Regions from separate parts of the Mus musculus genome. Here all the other regions are linked to region 1. The links are chromatin contacts, called in public HiChIP or PLAC-seq and promoter capture Hi-C maps. All regions are on one chromosome and are shown on one strand. The core of a region is the stretch at or near the end of the contact, and the rest is flanking DNA. Distances in the headings are between cores, read along the strand shown.

Region 1 (4,688 bases), core at 561-3,060:
CATCCCTTTGGTGTCTGTGGAGAATCAGTTCCAGAAATTCCCAGTAGATACTGAAATCTAAGGATGAGGGCCGAAGGTTTAACAAACATCCGCCTAGCATGTGTGATATCCGGTGCTTAATTCCCAGCACTTAAAAAAAAAAATCCAAGAATGCTAACATTCCACATATAATGTCCCTGCATTTGCACAAAACCTATATGCCCAGCCCCATATACTTAATCATTGCTAGATTATTTGTAATACGGTTGCTATATAAATAGTCATATCATATTTATGGACTAGGAAGATGGGAATAATAAGTCTGCATGTATTCAGTACAATTAAATTATAGATGTTTGTATTTGTGCATAGTGAGTCTTTGATGGTGTGTTTTAGTGTTTGAGTTTTACATTGAGGGCTTCGGGTATGCTAGGCAACTCTTAGACCTCACAAAAGATTTTTGAGTTGCAGTTGGTTGAGTCCATGGTAAGAGTAAGCTTTTTCCCTCAGTGCTAGAAATCAGAAAAGGTCTTTTTAAATTGACCATTTATATTCCCTGTCCTTCTAATATCCTACTTGAACATTTCACCAATAATTGAAAAACACCATTTGGCATTTTAAAAATCTATTCATAGAAACTCTTTTATGTAAGGGGTACAATGTGTCTGCCATCTGTTTTGTCCAGTTCTCTCCCATTTGTCTATTCTTTTCTTTAAAAAAAATTTATTGCCATGACAGTCAGAAATTTCAGAATATTAAGTAGACCAGTGTTCTTTAATGTTGCAGATACCGTGCCTGAAACTTCTGCTTCATTAAATTTTACTACTTTAGTTTTTTGAAACAAGGCTTAGTTATAAAGCTTAGGGTAGCCTGGAACTTGCAATCCTCCTGTTTCAACCTCCTGAGGGCTGGGTAGATAGGCATGGTGATCCAAGCACTGGGGAGACTGAGGCAGGAGGGTCTGGAATCCAAGTGTGAGGCTCTTATGAATTACGTAGTGAGATTCTCTTAAATATCAACTAAACAGGCACAAACACTCCCAAATTAAATCTTTATCAGACTTAAAAAAAATCTCTCATTGGTTCGTTCCCTTTATATAAATGAAACTGTAGATTCTATCCGACATTACTTACTTACCTGTTTGTCTGAGACTTTACAATAGCATTAGGGACAATTCAGTGGTTGTGTGTTTGTACATATGTATTATATACACTAAAAATAATTTACATAACCCACGACCTCACCCAGGATAACTAAACGCCCTATTATATTATTGAACTCTATACTCTTTCCCTAAGGTTTGTCTGTCAGTAAGTGAAATTCAAACATCTCACTAAAGGAAGAAGTATATATAAAATAGGGAGACAAGGCGAGCAAAAACCTCTGGGCTAGGTGTAAGGCTCGGCAGCCAAACGACCCCTGTGGTCGTACAGAGGGTTTCAAAGGCTGGACTCTTCCACCTAAAATGACCGTTCTTATAGCAGAGAATGGAAGGCCGGCAGGGCAGTGGGAACAAAGGGTCTCAGCGGACGAGTTGCCTCTCCCGGAGGTGCGGGTTATCCGGAAGGCTACAAAAGCTGCTGTCAGACCTGCACAACAAACAAGAAAGTGACACCCACAGGGCCTAGGGGCAGCAGCGGCGCAGCAGGGCGCACCGCAGAGCGCTCAACTGTGCACAAGGGCGCAGAGCGGCGCACAGCAGGAGCAGGATTGGCCCCAAAGCGGAGGGTAGGCGGGGCCTATGGAGGCGGACACCGGGAATTGGTTTTCGCGCGGAGCGTGGGCGGAGCCTCTGAAAAGGGCTCTCGCACTCGCGCAGGCGCAGTAGGGCAGTGGGCGGGGTCTCGTTGAGCCCGGAAGGCAGTAGGAGGCTGGGCGCCCGGCATGCGGGTGCTGGAGCCCGGTGGGCGCGGCCGCGAGAGCTGCTGACTACGTCGTGGGATCGGGAGCCGGTGGCGGCGCGCGGAGCAGGTGAGCGCGGGAGACGGTGCTGGCAGCTTCGGCGGGCGCTTCCAGCTCGGCCTGGCCGAGCGGGCTCCGAGATGCGTGGTGCCCAGGCCTCGGTCGGCAGACAGCAAGCCGCAGTGTGGGCTCAGGGCAAGAGGCCCCGGAAAGAAGGGGTGTGGGGCGGCCACCCGAAGCTGCGGACCCTCCGGTGCCTCGGCGCAGTATTCGTGGCGCGGTCCGGAGTTCTCGGGCTTCGGACGTGTCCGAGTCTCGGTGCCGCTCCTGACTGCGTCCCAGGCGGCCCTTGGCCCAAATACCCCGGAGAGGTACCTACAAGTACCTACCTACACGTACCTCCAGGGGTTGTAGGAGGCCGAGCTAACCTCGCTCGGTGGTCGGGAGCTCTTGAGAGCAGCTCACTGCAGCATCCTTGCTGGCTGTGGCTACTTCCTTCGTGGAGGTTGGCTTTAGGGACAGATTTATTCCTGAATCGCTCTAGTGTTGCAATAAGCTCAACTCGAGTTGCTTAATGAAGGAGCCTGTTATCTTACAGCGGGCAGAGTGGGATTCTATAGTCTCTTCCTAGAATTCTGTTGTTTTTCTCATGCAAAGGCTGACTTGGAGACCTGTCTCAGGTATAGAATGAATTGGTTCAATGAAACCCAGCGAAATTACGCTGTACTCAAGGTGGAAGATGGTGGGACAGGTAACTTGAGTTGTTTTGCTGTTTAACCATCTAACGTTGCATTCAATCTGTCACCTGTAACAGCGAGTAAACACAAGTCTGAAAATTTGAAAATTGCCTTGTACTGCAACCAATGCTCATGTAAATGTCATTGTGGGCGGTGTTAGTGTCTGGTGACGTCATCATAATTAGATTAGATAAGCACCGTTTCTGAAATACCGAATGGATTTTGGAAATACAGTATATAGTAAAATCATCGTTAGTGATCTGGGGGTTGTTATTCCATATAAGGTTTTCTGCTAAAAGCAGACCTGTGCAGGTCATGGTGAGGCTTAGGACAGAGTGGTGGGGTCAGAACACAGGTGTGAAACAAGTGGTAATATGAAGGTATAATAACAAGGTATAATATGAATTATATTGATCACAACCAAAGTAAATTAAGAAAAAACCCTGTTGGGCCAAGAGAGCAACTCCAATGAGCTTTGAAAGTACTGAACTTGAAGTGTGTAAGATCACAAGCCACAAGACTGTTGGAACTTCCGGTCAAACACACAAACAAAAAAACAAACTTGTAGTGGAATCCCAAAGCAGGACCCTTGCAGAGGTGTTTTGAACATGTTCTTAAATGTTATATGAGATTTATTGATGCGAATTACACTTCCAGATGGGATCTTGTGGAAAAAAATATTCCTTACACTCTGTGCCTGTGGCCTTGCTGGAAAGTTGAACAGATTAGGAATAGCAATGGGGTGTCACTTAAAGAGGCCTCTGTTACTTTGCTATCCCCATAATGAGGGAGAGAGTCTAGCAGAGGTGAGCTCAATGATTTTGTTACAACTTTTCATTGTGGAAATTGTGGGACTGGGTTGTAGCAAGGTTTAATCCTTGTGTAGAAAGCACTTTTAAAAGTTTCTCCTTGAAAGTGGCACAGGATTCCGTGCTTCACCGCCTTTCAGAAGCCATGAATACTGTTAAAAGGTTTATAGTTTTTTGTTTGTTTGTTCGTCTTTTTAAAGGAGTTATAGATCTTTGGGGGCTGGAGAGACAGAGGTTAGGGGGGCCTGCTGCTCTTGCAGAACAGAGTCGCAGAAGCTCACAACCACATGCAACTCCAGCTGCAGGGAATCTGCTACCCTCTTATAACCTCCACGGGTACCTGTACTCACACATGCATGTGTGCATGTGTGCACAAGTGCACAGGAGCGTGTGCATATGTGCACATACACACACAAAATGATAAAAATAATAACAAATCTTAAGTCTTGCTTAAAAAACAGTGGATATATGAACAGGGAAAACTGAAATGCTTGCGGACTCTCACTAAGGCAGCCTTTTTCTTATTTGACCATATCTACAGAAAAAAAAAATAAACAAACACAGAAGCTAATTTTGTATTGACTTGTGAATTTGTGTTTTGCCAATTTGTCACTCACAATTATAAATAGAAATTGTCAGATAGTTGCTTACTCCTTTATATTTTATTAACTTTTATTTTATTATATTTTATATAACTTTTCCTAAGATGTGCCCTCTAAATTATTGGAGCGCACAACATCACTAATTTCTAAGCAGTCTGTGAATAAGTGTGCATGTATCAATATCTGTTGCTAGTTTCAAATTGTTTTTCTGGGTTTTGTTTGTTTGTTTGGGGGGTTGTTTGTTCATTCCTTTTGATTTTTCAAGACTGGGTTTCTCTGTGTGCCCCTGGCTGTCCTAGAACTTATTCTGTAGACTAGACTAATCTGGCACTCACAGAGATTTACCTGGCTCTGCCTCTCAAGTGATGGTATTAAAGATGTGAGCCACTACTACTGGTCTAATCTTGTTTTTTTAACTTCCCTTTCAACTCATTGTGTCTTTTATTTTATTTATTTATTTGTTGGTGTTTTGTTTTGTTGAGACAGAGTCTCACTCTGTAGCTCTAGCTGTCTTGGAACTCACTATGTAGAACAGGCTGACCTCAAACTCATGAAGATCTGCCTGCTTCTGCCTCACAAATGCTAGGATCAAAGGCATGTGCTACCAAACCCAATGACCCAGTGTCTATGATGCTTGGATTAAAAAGGTGTTCAAATGA
Region 2 (4,688 bases), core at 876-3,375, 420 kb after region 1:
ATTTATGAATCGATTGGTCATTTCTAAGTGCACAATGTTGATAGGTGTGGTGGTTTGAGTAGGTATGGCCCCCATAGACTCATTTGTTTGAATGGTTGGCATGGGGGGGGGTGGCACTTTCAGGAGGTGTGTCACTGTGGAAGCGGGCTTTGAGGTGTCCTGTGCTCAAGCTATGCCCAGTGTGGTAGATCTCATGGCTCCTCAAACAACATGTCTGCCTGCATGCTACCATACTTCCAATCCTTGAAACTAAACCTCTGAAACTGTAAGCCTGCCCAATTAAAGTTTTCCTTTATAAGAGTTACCATGGTCCTGGTATCTTTTCACAGCAATGAAACCCTAATTAAGGCAATAAACATGCTAAAACCTGCAATTGTGCATGTGGTCTACATGTTTTTCTTTCTTCCTTCCTTTTCTTTTTACTATTATTATTATTTGGTTTCTGGTTTTTTGTTTTTTGTTATTTTGGTTTGTGGGGTTTTTGTTGTTGTTGTTGTTTGTTTTTTTGTTTTTTTTTTGTTTTTTTTCGAGACAGGGTTTCTCTGTGTAGTCCTGGCTGTCCTGGAACTCACTCTGTAGACCAGGCTGGCCTCTAACTCAGAAATTTGCCTGCCTCTGCCTCCCGAGTGCTGGGATTAAAGGTGTGTGCCACCACGCCCGGCTATTATTTGTTTTTTTAAGACATTGTTTTTCTATGTAGCCCTGGCTGTCTGGGAACTAACTCTGTAGACAGGCTGGGCTCAAACTCACAGAGATCCACATGCCTCCTGAGTGTTGGGATTAAGATATATGCCAGCGCCGGGCGTGGTGGCGCACACCTTTAATCCCAGTACTCGGGAGGCAGAGGCAGGCAGATTTCTGAGTTCGAGGCCAGCCTGGTCTACAGAGTGAGTTCCAGGACAGCCAGGGCTATACAGAGAAACCCTGTCTCAAAAAACAAACAAACAAACAAAAAAACGTGCCAGCACCACCTGCCTGTGGATTATATCTTAATGAAAAATTATATGATTAAAAAAATCAGCCTCCCTTTCTCTGAAACCCATGTTCCACCCCTCGTCCCCTGGTAGTAGATACCTGTCTATCTTCTGAGCCTATCGCTTCCTCTAGAAACACCTTGATTCTGCTCTTTATATGAAAGGCAGTCCGTACTTGATAAGTCCTAAATTAGTCCCAGGATTCCCAGTTCCACTCCGTAACATTTTTTTTCTTTTTCCCCGTCCCATGCCTATTCTTCACCCACAAACCCTGTGGTTCCCCCTAAAACTGTGTCTGGAACCTGCTCCTTCTCACTTCCTCCCCCACTCACTGTACCCCAATTTTATTCCTCTACACACAAGCCAAAAGCAGGTGTGAAACCAGTCAGATCACATGCCTCCCCTGCTCAAAACCATCAGTCCCATCTCCTCAACTCAGTTGCTGGTCTCCTGTTTATTAGCTGTGCAGAGCGCCTGTGTTTACTGCAAGGTGAGTTTCATCTTACCCATTAGCTCTCTGCATCCGACCTGACCTAGCAGAGTTGGCGAGGCTAGCAGGAACAATCTTTGCAAGGCCCTTAGCCTGGCTGGTAGCCAGCAAAGAAAGTCTGGTCAGTTGTCTTCGGCTAGCACAGCTCTGAGAACCAAATACCAGCAAGAAAGGATTTAGGGGCTCTCTACCTGCAAAGCCTGCCCCAGGCCATTGGAAGCATTCCCGCAGGAATGACTCACACAGCCAGGAGAAAGGGTCAGACACAGACCTGTAAGGCAGGATTCATCCCCTGAGGCCAGTGGCCGTACTTATTCCCACAGAGAAAGAGGGAAATTCCCCAAGTCACTGTCTTTAGGATAAAGAGGACAGAGGGTAGGGGACAGGCTGACTCTTACTTCCTCCATTGTTGATTGGAGGCATCTGATGTGCTCCCTTGAATGCTGGCCATTAGGTGGTAAGCATAAGTGGGTCAAAGCCCCAGCCCAGAAAATTCGCCCAATAAGCTTTCCAGTTCCTTCCTGCCCTTCCATGTCCTCCGCTCTTCCTGCTCCAGAAAGAGTGTGGATTCAAATGTTCAGGGAAAAGCCAGGTCCAGGCCCCCCGGAGAAGACAAGAGCACTTGTGTCTAGTTTTGGGCAGAAGCCAGGGTAGAAATGTCCTGGCTTCCGAGGGTGCCAGAGGACAGACCGCCAGGCTCATTCACAAAGAAGGAGCCCTTACTGAGGAGAAGAGGAACAGCAAGGTTAGGAGCCTGGGTCCGAGAGCTCCAGGGCAGGAAGGGTCTACAGAATAGCTCTTTGATGTTTTGTGGCAATAGATGTCCCAGAGCCTGGCACGCAGAGTGAGCCTGGAGCCAGATGGGGAGGGGAGGCCAGAAACATTTGCTTCTCCTGTAAGAGGACAGAGGTGTGTGCCAACAGCTGTTCAGCATGCTTAAAGCTTGTGCCAAAGCAGAAGTGAACACGAGAAGGTGGAGACCATACTTAGTGGGGTCAGGAGGCTGAGGCCTGGATCGGCCATTAGCCAGGTGTGGCTCCAGGCAAGTTACTTCTTCTGCACTGGGTTGAAGCAAGAGGCTGATCTGATGAGCTCAGCAGCCTTCAGGCTCTAGCCCAGCAGAATCAACAGGGACACACAGCATTGCTAAGACGAGGAACTGAACAGCGGACCCAAAGAGAATTACAGGCCACATGCATAGCTGCTCTTTTTATAGCAGTCACAAGAGGGGAGGGCACAAGTGTCTATCATTAGAGGGTGTGACATCAGGGAGTGATACACAATGCAGTGTGGTATTATCCAGCTTGAAGGAAAGTTGATGCTAAGTGGAAATCAGCTATGACATGATAAGTGTACAACCCCATGGATGCTCAGCACATGTATGAGGCATGTGGGGTTCCCAAGACAGGATGTAGAATGATGAATGCCATGACTGGGCAAAACAGGAAGGAAGCCTGTGTGTATATAGGTAAGTGGGTGTCAGTGCGGTGGGGCAGCGAGGTGGGGGGGAGTATATGAAAAGTTCTGGAAATGGGTGGTGATATAGAGCAAGGGTAATATACTGAACAACACATACCTGCATATTTCAGTATCGTTTCAATAGTGGATTTTATGAGATAGATAGATACATAGATAGAGATAGAGATGTGTGTGTAGATAGATGATTAGATAGTGTGATGGTTTGTATATCCTTGGAGCAGGGAGTGGCACCATCTGAAGGTGTGGCCTTGTTGGAATAGGTGTGACCTGGTTGGAATGGGTGTGTCACTGTGGGTGTGGGTTTAAGATCCTCACCCTAGTTGCCTGGAAGTCAGTCTTCCACTAGCAGCCTTTGGATGAAGACATAGAACTCTCAGGTCCTCCTGCGCCATGCCTGCCTGGATACTGCCATGCTCCCACCTTGATGATAATGGACTGAACCTCTGAACCTGTAAGCCGGCCCCAATTAAATGTTGTTTTTTATAAGACTTGCCTTGGTCATGGTGTCTGTTCACAGCAGTAAAACCCTAACTAAGACAGACAGACAGATAGATAGACAGACAGATAGAGATGTGTATGCGTATATGTGTGCATGTATACATATGTGTATATGTATATATATTTGTGTATACATATACTTACACACACACCTCACAGCAGAAAGCCTCAAACATACAACTCCAAGACTCTGCTTGAGGTTCAGAGCTTCCTGATTCAGAACTGGAATACAGTAAACCACACGGGTACAAGCCAGGGTAAGGAAGGGTCCAAGAGACCAGAAGAGAATCCAGACAGCCAGGAGGAAACACTGACGAGGACCCGCAGTTAATGGGTGGACAGACTGTATTGAGGAGATGTTCACTGTGGGAAAGAATTCAAATGAAACAAGAAACAGGTTTGTAATACAGCAAGCACCCTGTGAGCCCCCTGGGAGTGGGACCTCAGAGGCATCTTCCCGAGTGTGCCTGCACACATGACCACAGCCATGGGGAGGACAGCACAGGAAGGCAGGCCAGAGATGGGATGGAATCCTGACAATCCAGCTGTGTGCCTTCTCCCAGGGAGTTCAACTCCCACTCCCTAGAACCACCAGAATTGGCTGTCACATTGGAGAAGATTCTCATGCCCAGCCAACTATGCAGTGTGTGGCGGTCTTTGGGAGTTTGAGCCAGTGCTAGCTGTCAGAAACTGACCAAGTACCGGAGGAAACCAGCTCAAGGGAGGAAGGATTTACTCAGTTTTAGATCACAGGACTGTGACGAGGCCAAGCATCATGGTGGCAAGGATATGTGGAGGACAAAGCTGTTTGTCTCATGGTGGACAGGAAGAAAAGAGCAAGGGAGAGACTGGAGAGACTGGGTAGAACTTCCAAAGAGACACCACCAGTGACTGGCTTCCTCCAAGATCTCCCACCTCCAAAAAGATTGCCACTGCCTAGTGACCAAGCACTCAACACGGGAGCCTGTGGGAGACAGACATTCTGTATACAAATGATAACATTTGACCTTATTTCCATCTGTAACAGCAGCTACCATGACAGCATGTGTAAGAGGTAAAGAGTGCATTCATGGGTTTTACAGCAGTAACGGCCCATGACATCATCGCTATCATCATGACCCCACCCCATGACATCATCACTATCATCATGACCCCACCCCTACCCCCCCACAATCACTATCACTGCCATCATTGCTCAGCTCAAGCTACAAGGCTTTTACCCTCAGTCTGGGACAAGAAAAAGCAAA
Region 3 (4,688 bases), core at 1,120-3,619, 350 kb before region 1:
CACTATCTGCCTGGTGTTCTAAACCAGAAGTCTTCTACTCTCATATTTTATGTCTGGGAATTTTATGTGATCCAGGTGTATTGGTATATACAGCGGGTATACAAATCTGATGTTATGATGATGATGGTAAATCATAAAGAAAACTTTTAAAATGGTATATATATGTAATTTTGTCATTTGTTAAAGACAGAAAGAAATTTGCAAACTAATGAAATGTGTGTATTTTACGTAAAGAATATTAAGTTGGTTGGATATTGAGTCTGCAGGACACTCAGCATTTTGAAAGCGTTTTAGAGGTGACTGATAATGATGCTTTGATTTTGTAGTCATCAGTGCTGAGAAAAACACGCCACGTAAATGCATAGTACAGAATGGTAGGAGTCTGTTTAGGGCCACTTCCTAATAGATAGACATTCTGTCATCATCTCAAGCCAAAATTCATTGAATGATTTTTTGTTTTTGTTTTATGAAACGTAATTCAGAATCTCAAATAGCAATTTGTAAAATTAATACAATTCAACCCAAAGACATACCCATTTGGTACTTTCATGTTGATAAATGAGGATAAGAAAGTATTAAGTCTTTTTTTTTTTTTTTTTCTAAGCTAGATGGCGAGAGAGCCCAACTGGTACAGTATTTGCCTCAAAAGCTTTAGAATCTGAGCAAGACACCTAGAATCCACATGAAAGCGAGGTACAGTGGTGGGTGCTGTAATGTCAGCACTGGCAGATGGGGGCTGGGAGAACCCTGGGCTTACTGGACAGCTTGACTGCTCATTCACAGACCAGTGAAGAGACCCTGTTAAAGTGGAAATTTCTGGTTTCTTTGGAGACTCGGGTGATAATGGAGTTTCGCTGAAGCAGACACAGGTGAAAGGATGTTTTACTATAGCCAACTCGTGAAAGGATGAGTGATGTTTAGAAAGAATATAAATATGACCCCACAGACAGGGGGAGCCCCAGCATTGCTCCGCCTTGCTGTTCTTTGCTGACAACATGCAGGTATTGGTTCACCTTACGTCGTGTGGCTGAGCTTCGCCTGTAGTGACACACTAGAAAGGAACTCACCAGAGAGCTTTTCATGAGGTTCCTGAGGCTTCTGGCCGCTTTGGTGGACGTGGGCCAGTGGGTGAGCCTCTTGGTTTCTTCTGGTTTGAACTGCCCGTTCTGATTTGTGTGTGGCATCTGCTGGGTGGACTGGACTGCAACTGCCGAGTCGTGTTTGCTATTTTGCTAAAGGACCGGACTGAGAACGAGAACGATTGGAATTGCCCCAAAGAACTCTTTCTAACCAGGTCCATATCCCGGTAACCTTTCTCTTCTACTTCCTCTTGGTGGGGGCTGGGCTAAAGGGGAGGTTGATGCCTTATTAAAGTAGGTTGTAAAATACTTTACAAACTGTCTCATAAGGAGGTGGATGATGTTTTGAGGCTGACACCTGAAGTCGTCCTTTGGCCTCGACATGCATCCACGTGTATTGGCACACATACCCATGTGTACCTACATATACTCCTACATGCACCTACACACATACCTGCACATGTACTCACATGCACCTGCTCTCACACTCACCTGCATACACACACACACACACTGCCCATTTCAGTAATTAAGACACTATGGGTCTTCAAAAAACAAAAAAATCAAAACAAAACAAAAAAACAAAACAAAAAAAAAACCCAACCTGAAAACTTTATATCTGAAATAAAAACACTGTGATTCATAACACACAGTAGTTTCAAATCTGAGCCAGGCTGTTTCAGGCAGTAGTCGCCAGCATTTCATGACTAGGTGGCATGCACGGCTCAAGGTGGGCAAATAGTGTGCTTGGAACCAGTGGCATCATGTGATTACCACACAGGCGAGCACTGCCAGAAACGCCTGACTTCTTGTGCATTTGATTTTGCAAATTATCTTTGGTCTCTTCCTGCTCAGAAAACCTTGTACTACATGTCTTTATCTGGGGGTTTCAGAGCCACCCTATAGACCAGGGGTTTGCGGAGCTGATGTTGCTTCTCTTATGGTTTCCCAGTGCCCAGCTCCTGGCCTCTGCACACATAGTAGACTCATTAAAGGTGTGTGGTGCCTACAAGCTGTGTAGCATCAGCAGGTCCTGCGGATGAGAGCACCACCCCAAAACCCAGTGCTGAGCCCACTGAGTCATGCTTCTGCGCCCCACGGGGCCTGGGTAGGATTAACCCCTGGATCTCAGCCTGATTCCAGCATCTTGGTTTGGCAGTAGTAGTTGGGGGGGGGCATTCAATCAAGGGAGAAATATGCTTTGAAATGAAAACGCTTCCCTTTCTGATCTGCCTGGTTTCTCCTGCTCCTGCCTTCTTAGTATGCATGTATGCAGCCCCCATCTCAGGCCTTCCCCTCAGCATCTCCTCTATCCTGATGGCTGAGCTCAACTCCCACACGGGCCCCCTCCAGGCCTCTCCAAAGACAAATTGCTTACATCTGTCAAGGCTTTGCTGATTAATAGAGGAATACGCCATGGGATGTCATCAGGGGTTCAGCGGCTTCTGATCAAAGGGGTGGGGGAGCCAGGCCACACATCTCTACTAGTTCATTTATCAGGTCAGTTCAGCACCTTTCCCTCTCCTGAGTGCCCTTGGCAAAGGCCTCCCCACTAGCCACCATCAGCTCTGGTGTCCTGTGGAGGGGAGCAGAGAGGAGATAAAGCCATCAAGGGGGCAGCGGGGAGCCAGAGGAAGGAGAGGAATAGAAAAAGTGTATGGGGGGGGGGGCACGGTCTAGATATAAGTGTTCTCCGGGATCTTGACACCCTGAGCAGCCACAAAGCAAGGGATGGAAGGCAGGAAGGTGGGAGGGAGGGAGGCGATGGATGGATGAGTGACTCTCAGACAGAGGGAGGGAGGGAGGAGTCTAGAGAAAACAATGCATACAGTAGGAGAGGGATCATCAAATTGAGTCATCGAGTGTCTCTGGCGAGCTGATGAAGCTCTGGTTCACAGTGGTGCTGATGAAGTTAGCATCACTGAGAAGGCCAGGCTCTCATCTCCTTCCAGCCAACCGTGAGTCGGTATCAGCGAGTCCTGTGTTTCAGTGAAGTCCTGTGGTGTGACATATACTGAATAGTGTTAGGACAAGTTTATTGGGGTTTGGGTGTCAAATCCTCCCTTTGAGGGACGTTTTCTTCCAGGCCCTCTTGGTGACTGTAGTACTGGAGGGTTGGGTGAGGCGCAGGTCCCTGGGGTGGAAGAACAGCTCATACAAAGGCCAAAGTAATTCAAGGTTAGGCCCTGGTTTAGGCTTTCTCGTGCATAGGTCCCCGATGAGTAGCTGGTATCCCCCATGGGCCCTGTGTCCTCAGCTTGCCAGGCCATTACCGTCTCCAAAGAGCATGTCTGCCTAGGACTTTGCAATAGGAACTCCAGAGAGCCATGAAGAGGTTGCCCGGAGGCTGTTAAATTAGGCTCTGAGGATTTAGATTAGCCTAATTCAATGACACGGCTGGATGGCTGGATTGAAGTTCCTTACTACAATTGTTTTTTTTTCTTTCAACTCACTTAACGTTTTTTTTCCCCCCTCAAGTTGGTTGCAGATGCAGCCCGTGCAGGAATTATAATCTGTTCCTTAAAGCAGCAAGCAGGCCAGGGGAAATGCTTGTCCCCATCCATGTGCACACCACCCAGGCAGGGGACTGCAGGGTGGGCAGTGCTATGGGCGGTGACTATGCTATGACTCAGGGCTTCCAAAAAATGTCATGGAGAGAGTCCTGTTGAGCCCCGCTGGCTGTTCTGGGGCCTATCAGGCAAAAGGCTCCAGAAAGATACAGCGGTGGTCTCTGCTCAGCTCTCAGCTCAGAGGGCGCATCCTCACATGGACATGTAGCACACAGCATACACAGTCATGGAAGACGTATGTGCATATATGTGGGATCATGCACACACGCACACAGAGAACTGACCCACAGACCAAAATCTATCAGCCACAGAACAATTCCAGGCTCACTAACATCCCATGACCTGGAATCTCATTCAGTTCAATCCCACAAGTTATTATTTAGAGTGCTCACTGACACAGTTCTTAACGGCCAAGCAAGAAACACTCAAAGCCCAGGACCAGGAGGCACAGGGGCTCACTGCTCACTTGGTCGGTGCCAGTGGGTGCAGGTATGGAAGGCCTGCCATGATCACTGGAGGGCACGTGATGACATGCCAGCCCAAGACCTGTCCTCACAGCTCTAATGACAGTTAAAGGAGGATCAGCCCTGCCATTTCACCCAAAACCTGGTTTCAGAGGATGTCTGTGCTGGGCTGGGCCTTGGAAGACATATTCCATGCTCTTTGGGACACCCCTCCCTCCTGCACACACCTGGCCAGGGGTGCAACCAGGGTGACAGGACACCATCCACTATGTACAAGGGCTGTGATGAAGGGGGTCTGAAGTCCCAAGGATCCTAAGGGTAGGGCTTCCTGGAGGAGAAGGAACCTGCCAGCATGGAGGAGCTGTTTGGAGAGGGTGGGCCATCAGAAACATCTGGGGGAACATCTGGAGGGAGTCAGAGCCTGGCTGTGCTGACCCAGCAGGACAACATTAGCTTATGGCATGGAGGTTACTGTGACTCATGTTAAGATTCTTCCCCTCTGGGGAACAGCCCCATCGGGATCTCAGGACCTGTCTACCACTGGTTTTCATGCACAAAAGTAGTTCCTGTTATTA

What was found. Promoter capture Hi-C pulls out the DNA fragments that hold promoters and counts their contacts. HiChIP or PLAC-seq counts read pairs in DNA pulled down with a chosen protein or histone mark.
Region 2: a contact with region 1 is called in a promoter capture Hi-C map of neural stem cells. The contact joins the enhancer-like site here to the promoter of Faim in region 1. A contact is called at or near these places in 6 of 39 promoter capture datasets (the HPC-7 cell line, cranial neural crest, hippocampal neurons and 3 more), 10 of 115 datasets of contacts at active chromatin or transcription factors (the SCID.adh cell line, bone marrow-derived macrophages, embryonic stem cells and 3 more) and 1 of 9 other capture datasets (liver).
Region 3: an H3K4me3 HiChIP or PLAC-seq map of craniofacial prominence shows a contact between it and region 1, with 3 times the contacts expected there. The contact joins the enhancer-like site here to the promoter of Faim in region 1. A contact is called at or near these places in 4 of 39 promoter capture datasets (the C10 cell line, cranial neural crest, maxillary cranial neural crest and 1 more), 3 of 484 Hi-C or Micro-C datasets (epidermal suprabasal cells, palatal mesenchyme and uterus) and 17 of 115 datasets of contacts at active chromatin or transcription factors (the 230-238 cell line, astrocytes, craniofacial prominence and 11 more).

The regions. Positions count from the first base shown.
Region 1 is chr9:98,984,563-98,989,250 of GRCm38.p6, forward strand. Faim (Fas apoptotic inhibitory molecule) reads left to right here and starts at 1,811. Exons shown (of 5, transcript NM_011810.3): 1 at 1,811-1,950.
Region 2 is chr9:99,399,361-99,404,048 of GRCm38.p6, forward strand. All of the region lies in intron 2 of Mras (muscle and microspikes RAS), which reads right to left. Among named protein-coding and RNA genes, the nearest start is that of Mras, 35 kb to the right of the region's middle. Within about 2 kb of position 2,126, at least 62 of the 459 cell types and tissues checked have an H3K27ac peak or open chromatin away from gene starts, as enhancers often do. A contact at or near this core is called in forebrain and neural stem cells, where this site is marked.
Region 3 is chr9:98,631,087-98,635,774 of GRCm38.p6, forward strand. No RefSeq gene overlaps it. Among named protein-coding and RNA genes, the nearest start is that of Mrps22, 32 kb to the left of the region's middle. Within about 2 kb of position 2,370, at least 2 of the 459 cell types and tissues checked have an H3K27ac peak or open chromatin away from gene starts, as enhancers often do. A contact at or near this core is called in craniofacial prominence, where this site is marked.